Linked DNA regions of Mus musculus: region 1 is linked to region 2. A link is a contact called in public HiChIP or PLAC-seq data. All regions are on one chromosome and are shown on one strand. The core of a region is the stretch at or near the end of the contact, and the rest is flanking DNA. Distances in the headings are between cores, read along the strand shown. Region 1 overlaps Gm35239 (a long non-coding RNA gene). Region 2 has its middle 34 kb from the start of Gm40423.

The links. HiChIP or PLAC-seq counts read pairs in DNA pulled down with a chosen protein or histone mark.
Region 1: an H3K27ac HiChIP or PLAC-seq map of microglia shows a contact between it and region 2, with 4 times the contacts expected there. The contact joins two enhancer-like sites. A contact is called at or near these places in 1 of 15 datasets of contacts at CTCF or cohesin (the NIH/3T3 cell line) and 1 of 115 datasets of contacts at active chromatin or transcription factors (microglia).

Annotation. Positions count from the first base shown.
Region 1 is chr12:52,622,144-52,626,919 of GRCm38.p6, forward strand. All of the region lies in intron 2 of Gm35239 (a long non-coding RNA gene), which reads left to right. Among named protein-coding and RNA genes, the nearest start is that of Gm23296, 20 kb to the left of the region's middle. Within about 2 kb of position 2,753, at least 20 of the 459 cell types and tissues checked have an H3K27ac peak or open chromatin away from gene starts, as enhancers often do. A contact at or near this core is called in microglia, where this site is marked.
Region 2 is chr12:52,324,987-52,330,015 of GRCm38.p6, forward strand. No RefSeq gene overlaps it. Among named protein-coding and RNA genes, the nearest start is that of Gm40423, 34 kb to the right of the region's middle. Within about 2 kb of position 3,260, at least 5 of the 459 cell types and tissues checked have an H3K27ac peak or open chromatin away from gene starts, as enhancers often do. A contact at or near this core is called in microglia, where this site is marked.

The DNA of each region.
Region 1 (4,776 bases), core at 1,503-4,002, 300 kb after region 2:
CATCTAAATTGACATGCTTTAGTAAGGGAAGGAGCACCCCTTACTAATGCTGATTCCAACTTGTGAGTCTCTCAGGCAAATAGGGACAGATTAAACCTATACCAGACCTACAGCCAGACAATATGCAAAGAGTGAGAGACCTTGGAACACTCAGCCTTAAGTGGGACATCTCTATCAAATGCCTCCCCTTGGGGCTTGGGGAAACCCTGAAGAAGAGAAGCTGAAAACAGTGTAGGAGCCAGAGGGGGAAGAGGACACCATGAAAACAAGGCCTCTAAATCAACATGAAGAATGCTCAATGAACTCACAGAGACTGAAGCAGCAAGCACAGAGCCTGCACAGGTCTGCACCAGCTGGGGTCCTGGAGCTAAAAGGAGAAGTGGGCACATGCCCCATTCCTAACCCAGAAACTGTGTCTAACTGATAACCACTTGCAATGAAAATTTACTTTCCTCCAATGGAGTCTCACGGGGGAAACAAACTACTCTTGAAGTTCGGCAGCGCATGCAGCTACCTGTAGATAGTGACAGAAAGCAAACTCCATGGAAGAAAATGGAAGTTAGCACTTTTAACATTTTTTATTTACATTTTTAAATTATTATCTTTCTTTTTTTAACCCGCGGGTTCTTTGTGTATATATTATGGCTTCCCGATTAGTGTTTTTGTGGGATTCCTGAATGTGCAAACGAATGGGTCTCTGTGTCTTATCTATGTCTTGTGCCTTTTTTTAAGGCTCCTTTCCGCCTATTTGTTTTGTCCTATTCTGGTGTTTTAGTTTTAGTTTTATTATTTTATTATTACCCTTTTGAAGCCTGTTTGTTTTCTAATGAGAGAAAGGGAGAGGAAGGGTTGGATCTGGGTTGGAGGAGAGTTGGGGAAGAACTAGGAATAGTAGAGGGAGTGGAAACCCTAATCAGGATATAGAGTATGAGAAAAAACTATTTTCAATAAAAGAAAAAATGGAATTGCAGTGTGATTTTGATTTGCATTTCCCTGGTGGCTAAGGATGTTGGACTTCTTTTATGCATTTATTAGCCATTTATACTTCATTTGAAAAAGTGTTCATTCCATTTTCCAATCTGTTTATTGTGTATATTATTTATCCTTTCGTTCATTTTTTTTAAGTTTTTATACATTTTAGATATGAATCTACTGTCAGATGAATATTTGGCAGAGATCATCTTCCATTTTATGGGCTGTCTCTTTTCTCTCCGATTGTCTCTTTGGTAGGTCAGGATCTTTTTAAACTTTGCAATATTACATTTGTACAGTTGTTAAGCGGCTCTTTCTTTGGCCCTGACTTTGTAACACTGACTTGTGGAGCCACAGCCCCCACAGCTGAGTTCACCCATTGGGGTGCTTCTCTCCACCGCACGTGCGTGTAAGGCCCCATCAGTTTTGTCCACACAGAAGTGCTGTGTCCCCCGAAGCATGAGAAGTCAGCACAGCATGGCTTCCATCTGTTTCTGCCCCGCATAGGCTGGTTTCAATCAAATGAATACCTAATCCAATAGTGACTCTTATTAAATCCTCTGCCCTGCCCCATCCCATCTGTTATGTGTCTTATTCTTTATCTCCAGAATGGCAGAAACTGAGGCTTTTCTCAGAATTTAATTTCCCCCCTCTCCCCCTCTATCTGGCATCTTTCAGGTCTAGGACTGGAGTCAAGATTTGTAATCAGGCTGAGGTGTGTCTGAGGATTCCCAACAATCCACGTGGCTTTTTCTCAGGCCTCACTTCTCCCAGCAAGGCCTCCTGCTGTTTAGTGTAGTGATCTGTGAAGCTCTGAGTTGCTCACAGACCTCTGTGCTGGGACCACAGTCACAGCTTCTCCGGGAGCTAAGGTCCTGAAAGGTCTCAGGGACGTGGCTCTGATAATATTCTTTGGGATAAGCAGGTCTGTGCTCTCCCCAGCTTTGCTTGCAGGGCCTTGGCACCTGATGGCAAGAGGGATCACGGTTTCACCTCGGTGGGCTTCTCTTAGCCGTCTGTCTATTGGATAGCTTATTTTCTTGCTAACTAAGCCATCATTGATCTCAAAACCAACCGAATTTGAAAATAGACCTTAGTATTTCTATCTAGGGAATAGCAAAAAGAATACAATCTTCCCCAAGTTAAATATTTCTGTGTTTAATCCTTGGCAAGTATAATGTTTTACCCTAGAAGAATAAAACATACTTTAGGCGTATTGTTAGTGTGGCAAGTCCCAAATTTGGTGCCCTTTCTGCAATGCCAGATACTTAGATTCTGACCCCCCACCCTTGCGTTATTTATTAGCCTTACTGACTGTTGATGTCCTCTCTAAAAGTCTCCTGGGAGGAGGAAGTTTCCTGTGTCTGTCAGATTTCACACCCCTTTCCACTCCAGTATGCTTTCCAAGGAGAAAATGATTGATAAATAGGTCCAAACTCCTGCAAATCGGTAATTCCATTATTAGATCCATCCTCTGTGCAGAAAGGCACACTGAAGGTTTCTTATATAGAATGCATGAAACCACTTACATATTGCTACTTAAATTTCTTTTGAGAAGTAAGGCCACGTGAGGATGTAGACGATATTAAGATCACCCCATCTGCAGTCATATGGAGAGATGTTGATAGGTACCATTTCTCAGTTATGTTTCCAGTTCTGTGATAGAATCACAACTGAAGGCGACTCGGTGTGGGGAGGGTTTGTTTGGCTTCCACTTCCAGGTAAACACTCCATCACTAAGAGAAGTCAGGGCAGAAACTTAAAGCAGGAACCGGGACTCAGGCCTTGAAAGACTAATGCTTGCTGCCTTCTTCTGGTGCTTTTAATTTGCTTCCTTATATAAGCCAGGATCACCTCTCCAGGGGTGGCACCATGCCAGCCAAAATCAAGAAAATTCCCTACAGACTTGCCTACAGGCTTCCAATATGATGGAGACATTTTTTTCCTCAGTTAAGGTTCTTCTGTCCAGATAACTCTAATATGTGTCAAGTTGATAAAGAAGAAAGAGGGGGAGGGGGAAGGGGAAGGGGGAAGAAAGGGGAAGAAGGGGGAAGAAGGGGGAAGAAGAAGGGGGAAGGAAGGGGGAAGGGTGAAGGAGGAAAGGGGAAGGGGGAAGGGGGAAGGAGGAAAGGGGAAGGGGGAAGGGGGAAGGGGGAAGGGAGAAGGGGGAAGGGGGAAGGGGGACAACAGCAACAACATATAGCCAACCAACCAAACAAGCAAACCAGGACACCCTAAATGCAGAAATCTTCAGTCCTCTAGAGAATGCAGGCAAAATATGGCATTGGTGTCACATCCAAGGTCTTCTTTTCTTGTTTCCTGCAGTTGCAATCTAAGATACACATACAAATCCTCTTTGCAGTGGGGGATAAGATACCTATATTCAACAATGCTTGGTTAAACTAGGGTGGATAAGGAGTATCCAGGATCCTCAGTTGGCCCTCTAACTAGCTCCCCAAGGCTACTATGTGTCTCATCTTGAGCTAAGCTTGAATGAGTCATGCTTAAAGGAATCCAGAGGGAATAAAACAAAGAAACGATGGTCACTGTGTCCTATTTGCCGTGTCCTCTTCCTGATAAGGTAATAGCCAACCCTGCTGTGGCATGCTGTCTCTCTCCCTGACACTTTCACATTGCTATTCTCTGTTAAAAGTCACTGGCTGAGCCAGGGATTATAATGCTTCCTTACAATGTCTCCATAAATGTTGCTTGCTGGCATTTCCATTCCAATTGATAATAATAAAAATTTCTGCTTCCCTGTGTGTGTGTGTGTGTGTGGGGGGGTGTCAGCGAGATAATGGTATACAAATTGGCTATTATGAAAAGATAAAGAAATATGAAAAAGATGTATTATATCTGCTTTCTCCTTACTGAAAGTGGGCTTCCTTTTATTTAGAACTGGGTAGTAAGAAGTTTGATATAATACTTGCATTTATGTGGTGAAAGTCATGATTTTGGTGGGTAGAGGACTGTCTGTGCATGGGTACGCAACTCTTACAAAACTTGCTTCCAGCCAGTATGTACCCTGCTCTTCGTTGGAAGGAAGGGGAGACTTTGTAAATTTGCATCAGAAGGACATTTTCCAGTTCTAATAATACTAAGGGTCTTGTTATCTACCTAACAAGAGGGGAGACAACCACCAAGACCTATATCCAGGCCTGGCACTATAACTCAGAGCTAACGTGCCCACTCATGCGCAGATTCAATTCCTAGCACTGAAATTATTCATGACTCCAGTAGTTAAGCCATATTTCTGAACACTGTAGATGTATGATATAGTCTTTCGATTCCAGACTGATGGTCTTTGCTTATTGTCTTCTTTACTTTGCTTTGTTTATGAGCAGGAACAATCTAGAAATGCCGATTAGCAAAATTCTGTATAGTTCTTCTAACTGTTTGTTCTCTTTATTGAGTTTCAAGATTTTAAAAGTAAAACAAGCCTTGACTACCTAGAAGGATCAGTGGGCAAAGCTCCGTAGGGCCCACAGAGTGCAAGAAGAGAACCTATTCTTGCAAGTTGTCTGTGGCCTCCACACTCACGCCATGACATCTATGTATTCTCCCCTCCCAACATAAAGTAAATAAATGTAATCAAAATAAAATTTAAAACTATTTGTTTAAAAAAGTATTAACCAGCCCTGATCAATACAACGCCATACATACCTATTAAATGCAAGGTTTCTGGTTTCTGCTCCTGTGCACAGCTGAGAAAGCCAACAGGGGCAAAATAAGACTCCAAAACCAAAAAAAACTAAGCGTTCTAAACTGGGCATAAGCAGTCACGGGGGCTGTGGCACAAGGCTT
Region 2 (5,029 bases), core at 2,010-4,509:
ACAGAAGTATAAATGAATCAACAGTAGATACATCACTGAAAGCCCCTCCAAAGAATGGATGGCATCCTATGAAACAGTGGTTATCAACTTAAGGGTTATGACCACTTTGGGGGATTGAGTGACCCTTACACAGGGCATGCCCAAGACAGATATTTACATTACAACTCATAACAGTAGCAAAATTACAGTTATGAGTTAACAACTAGGAGGGAGCTTCTCGTTCAAGCCTATCCTGGCTTCTCCATGTCCTAGAGCTGAAACATGCGATGCTGTGGTGGTGTGAATAAAGATGGCCCCATAGGCTCATATATTTGAATGCTTGGTCATTAGGGAGTGGTGTTATTAGACGGGGATTAGGAGATGTGGCCTTGTTGAGTGACATGTGACGCTGGGAGTGGGATTTAGGCTTTCAAATGTTTAAGCCATGCCCATGTCTCTTTCTACTGCCTGTTGATCCAGATGTAGAACTCTCAGCTACCTCTCCAACACCGTGTCTGCCTGTGCTACAGGCATATGTTATTATCATGTTTCCGGCCATGAAACTGTAAGCCAGCTCCAAACAAGTGTTTTTCTTTGTAAGAGTTTCTGTGATCATAGTGACTCCTTATAGCAATACATCACTAGTTAAGATGATGGCATGCAATAAAAGTGACTAATAAACCAAAGATAGCTCAGGAAGAAGTGGAGGCATGACCCCCACAGTGCTGCGAGAGTGGTAACACACACACACACACACACACACACACACACACACACACACACACACCACACTGCCTAATTCCTGCTGTCAAAATCCAACAGTCTAAAAGGTTATATAGAAGCATATTCAGACAGTGCTGTTAAATGAGATTGATTTTATTATTAATGACCTGTCAGATTCAAGGTGTGATTAAGATGCCTCACATCATAAATGCTCAGCAGATCTTGTGGACTCTCCTTTTATGTGAAGTCACAGGGACGAATCTTTTTTTTCTTCTTATTTGCTCGATAAGCTGCTCTCCATCCTTTCATCATAACGAGGACTTAATTGATGGATTTTTGGTGAGATTTTAAAATCATCTGCCCCTGCACGTGCCACAAGGAGCCACGTCAGAGTCCCTCGTCTAATTGGGCACTTACTTTAAGTGAAGGAGTTTAAGCAAAAAGGGGATGTCATGGTTTATTCTCTTGGCAATGACAATTAAACTTAATGAAGCTTCTATTTTAGTCGATTTGGGCTAATATAGCAAAATATACCAGAGTGGGTAATTTACTAATAATACCAGTTTATCTCTCGTGTGACTGGAGCAGAGAAGTCTAAGATCACGTCACCAGTGGATTTGGTGTCCCTTCCTTACGGTTGCCTTTCCATTTTCCTCCCTTCTCCTCTTATTCCCCTTTCTCCTAAAAGTTCTCTTTCGGTCTTCATGTCTTTTAAACAGTGTGTGTAAATTCTTTTTCATACATATTTACAATTAGATTTTTTTAAATCCCTCTCCAGCCACCCCCTCCCATTTCCTGCCTAATACACCTCCCCCTAAGTGTCCCCACCCCTAGACATCTGGCTATTATTATCATGAACTCAGAGTAGCTGTGACTACCACTTGCACAAGATGAAACCAACCAAAATTCTGACATAAAAACCGGGGAAGGCACTCTCTGGGCTCTGACCCTAACTGAGGAGCTGCTGGCAATAAATACCTGTTGAAACAGGAAATGGTTCTTCTTTGAGGACGGTAGGTTTCCCTCCAGTTGATGGCCCCATGCCATTATACACATTGACAGTGCTAATTGGATTTAGTGGGTTATTAAAAAATATTTTCATTGAATTTTTTTTGAGATAGGGTCTCATATAGCCCTATCTTGCCTCAAACTTGCCATCTCCTGTCTTCAGCTTCCACATTCTGGGATTGCAGGCTTGTACCACCATTCCTGGCTTTTGTGTGGTAAGGGGACTAACCTGGGCTTTATGCATTGTAGGCAAGCACATACCACAGTTATATCCTGACCTCCTCATCTTGTCTGTCTCTCTCTGTGTCTCTCTCTGTCTAACTCTCTCTCTCTCTCTCTCTCTCTCTCTCTCTCTCTCTCTCAACCTAGAGTCAGGATATAAAAGAAAATATGATATTTGTTTTTCTGAATCTGGCTTTTTAAAAGAACGTAATGATTTCTGGTTTCATTTTCCTGCAAGTGACATTATTCTGCTCTTTATGACTAAAAATGCTCAATTGTGATACATACTATACTCTATTCATTCATCCATTGTTGGGCACATAGACTCATTTCATAACTTGTGCATTATAAATCCTGCCAGGCTTCTATTTTTAGAGATCTCTGTGTGTGTGTGTGTGTGTCCGTGCATGCTTGTGTGCGTGCTCGTGCACATGCACACGTATGCATGAGTTCATATGCACCATTTTCGTGAAGTTGCCTGAGGAGACCAGAGGCATTAGATCCCCTGGAACGGGAGATACTGGCTATTGTGTGTGGCCAGATGTTGGTGCTGGAGACCAAATTCAGGTCCTCTGGAAGAGCAGTTTGTGTTCTTAACTGCTGAGTCATCTCTCTGATCCTCAGGCCAGTTTTATAAAGACATTAATGCAATTCTCGATGACAGAGGTCTGTTGTCCTACTCATCTGACTAAGACTCTACTTTTGGGTTGAGCTGCAACCTAGGGACACATCTCAGCCACAGCACGCTATAAACATCGCCTCTTTCCAGTTACTATTTGTTATGATATGGATTTTCACACATTATAGAATTGTTGGGTCTTTTTCCTAATTTGACCCATCAATGTTGACACACATGCCTTTCTAGTGACTTTTATAAAAATGGCTAGTACTCACACCTTGCACCTCTCAGCTCTTGTTTCTCCTATATGTCTGACATTATAGTTGACCTCACACTTCCTTGTTTTGCTGAAATGAAGCCGGAGCTAGCTGTATGTACCCAGATATTGAGAGCGACGTTGTGTGTGTGACCCCTGTCCTTTTTTTGAGATCCTCAGATGGCATTGTCACTGAGAATAAGTCGGGGACTTACTGGAGCAGCTGAGTCTGCACATCTGTTGGCCTTTTCCTCATTTATGGGACTCTGACATCCACTTGGAGGACCCTCTCATCCCACTGGGGTTTTCTTGAATTTGTGTTGTTTCCTGTGGCTCAGATTGTCTTGTTTTGTTTGTTTGTTTGTTTTTTGTTTTTTCCAGCAGAACACGTGGGGAAGGATCTAAATGCTTCCTGTGATTGCATAAAGTTTATTTTGGGAACTAAACTCTGAGGTCTTCCCTCCTTCCCCATTTACTCGCTGTTGCAGAGGAACCTGTAGGACCTTAGAGGTGCACACTCCAGTGTTTCTCTTACTGACAAGAAAGGTGCCGTGCTTTGAATTCCTGTCTCGGTGGGTTTTGGAGGAGGATGAAGCATCCTCTGTGTCCTCACTGGCATCTTCAGGCTCCAGCAGTACCATTATCCAGTCTCCTCCGTAATAAACATTACCCATGACATCACCAATAAGCAAACCCATCCAAGCCCATGATTAGTATGTCTGTGTTCTGTGAAGAAGGAAGTTTCTCTGTTTTGAATCAGTGAGTGATTGCCCAGGAAGGCTATCTTTCCTTAGCAGGAATTTTCATATATACAACCCTTCTTTATCTATCTCAGGATTCAGTTTCCGTTATATTCTCAAAAGTGAAGGATCACAGTAAACCGGCCTCATGGATACGGAACAGCACAGGAGTAATGCCATGTTGGGAAGATGTGTCACCTCAGCCCCAAGGCCAGGGCCTGTGTCATCTTATTTCAGAATGACAGCCTTACGGCTGGCCTTCTAAGGATGTTGTTGCATCCCTGGCTTGTAGAGACAAGTGGGGCTGTGGCTCATTTACATATTTCTAAGTGCATATTTTTAAACATGGACTGGGTGCTAACCCTTTGGTCTTGGTTTCACTTCACAGCTCTGTTAATAAAAATCCTGGTTTCAAAGCAGTTCCTCTTGACAAATCCTAGGAGCCCTAACAGACTATGATTTAAAGTAATAATAGAGTTACTGGTTGCCACTTAACTAAGGGCACTAAAATTGTCTGAGGAGAAAGAGGGAATCGACTTCTTGGTGATAGGAGAGACCAAATTATGCACAGAATTTCCTCTTCGTGTGGTTAATTTTTCTGCAGTTGATCATACTTAACATGTATTTTAAAATTGTACACATGTGTAGAATGTGTCTGGATCGTATGTACCCGTCTTCCCTCCAATCCTCAGGGCTTCCTAACCACATAGCTCCCTCCGACTTCAGGAGCTGTTCTTTGTTGTTGTTGTTGTTATTTAAAAATTTTAAAATCCAGTGAATCCAATATGCATATTGGCATGGGGGTCATCCACTGGGGCATGGTCAACTACCAGGAGCTATCCCAAAGAAAAGTGACTGTCACCTCCTAGTAGCTATCAATTGCCAGTAGCTCCTCAGTTAGGGGAAGAGCGGTTGGAGAGGTGGGGATCTCACTTCATGTTGGAGAGTTTACACGTCTTGTGCAGGTACCATAGCTGCTGCGAGTTTGTGGATGCCGCAACCACGTTGTCTCCAGAGGACAGGTTTTCCCAGCATTCTGTCCCTCATCCTCCAGCCCTTTCCATCTTTCTGTCCTCTCCTCTGTGGTATTCCGTGAGCATTTGTGGAGGAAGGTTGATGTAGGTGGTCATTAGCTTATTTTCATCACTTCTAACAGTAGTACATCTCTGTATGAACTGCTATCCACTCTAAAAAGCCTGTCTGGCCAAGGTTTGGAGTATGAAATGTAAGTATTTGGAAGAATGTTCGAAAGCATGACCACTTAGTGAAACAACATCAATACTCATGTTATGACTTCCCTAGTCACGGACCGTGTTTATAGTAGCAGACATGAATTGCTTCCTGTGGAGCAGGCCTCAAATCCAACCAAGAGAGTGGTTGTTTACCCCACACTCTATCTTGCCACTGTTGTACCAGTGAGCACACCTTGCCTAAAAGGTTAGTATGCAGCAGATGAGGTCCAGTGTTATGTAATACCATGAA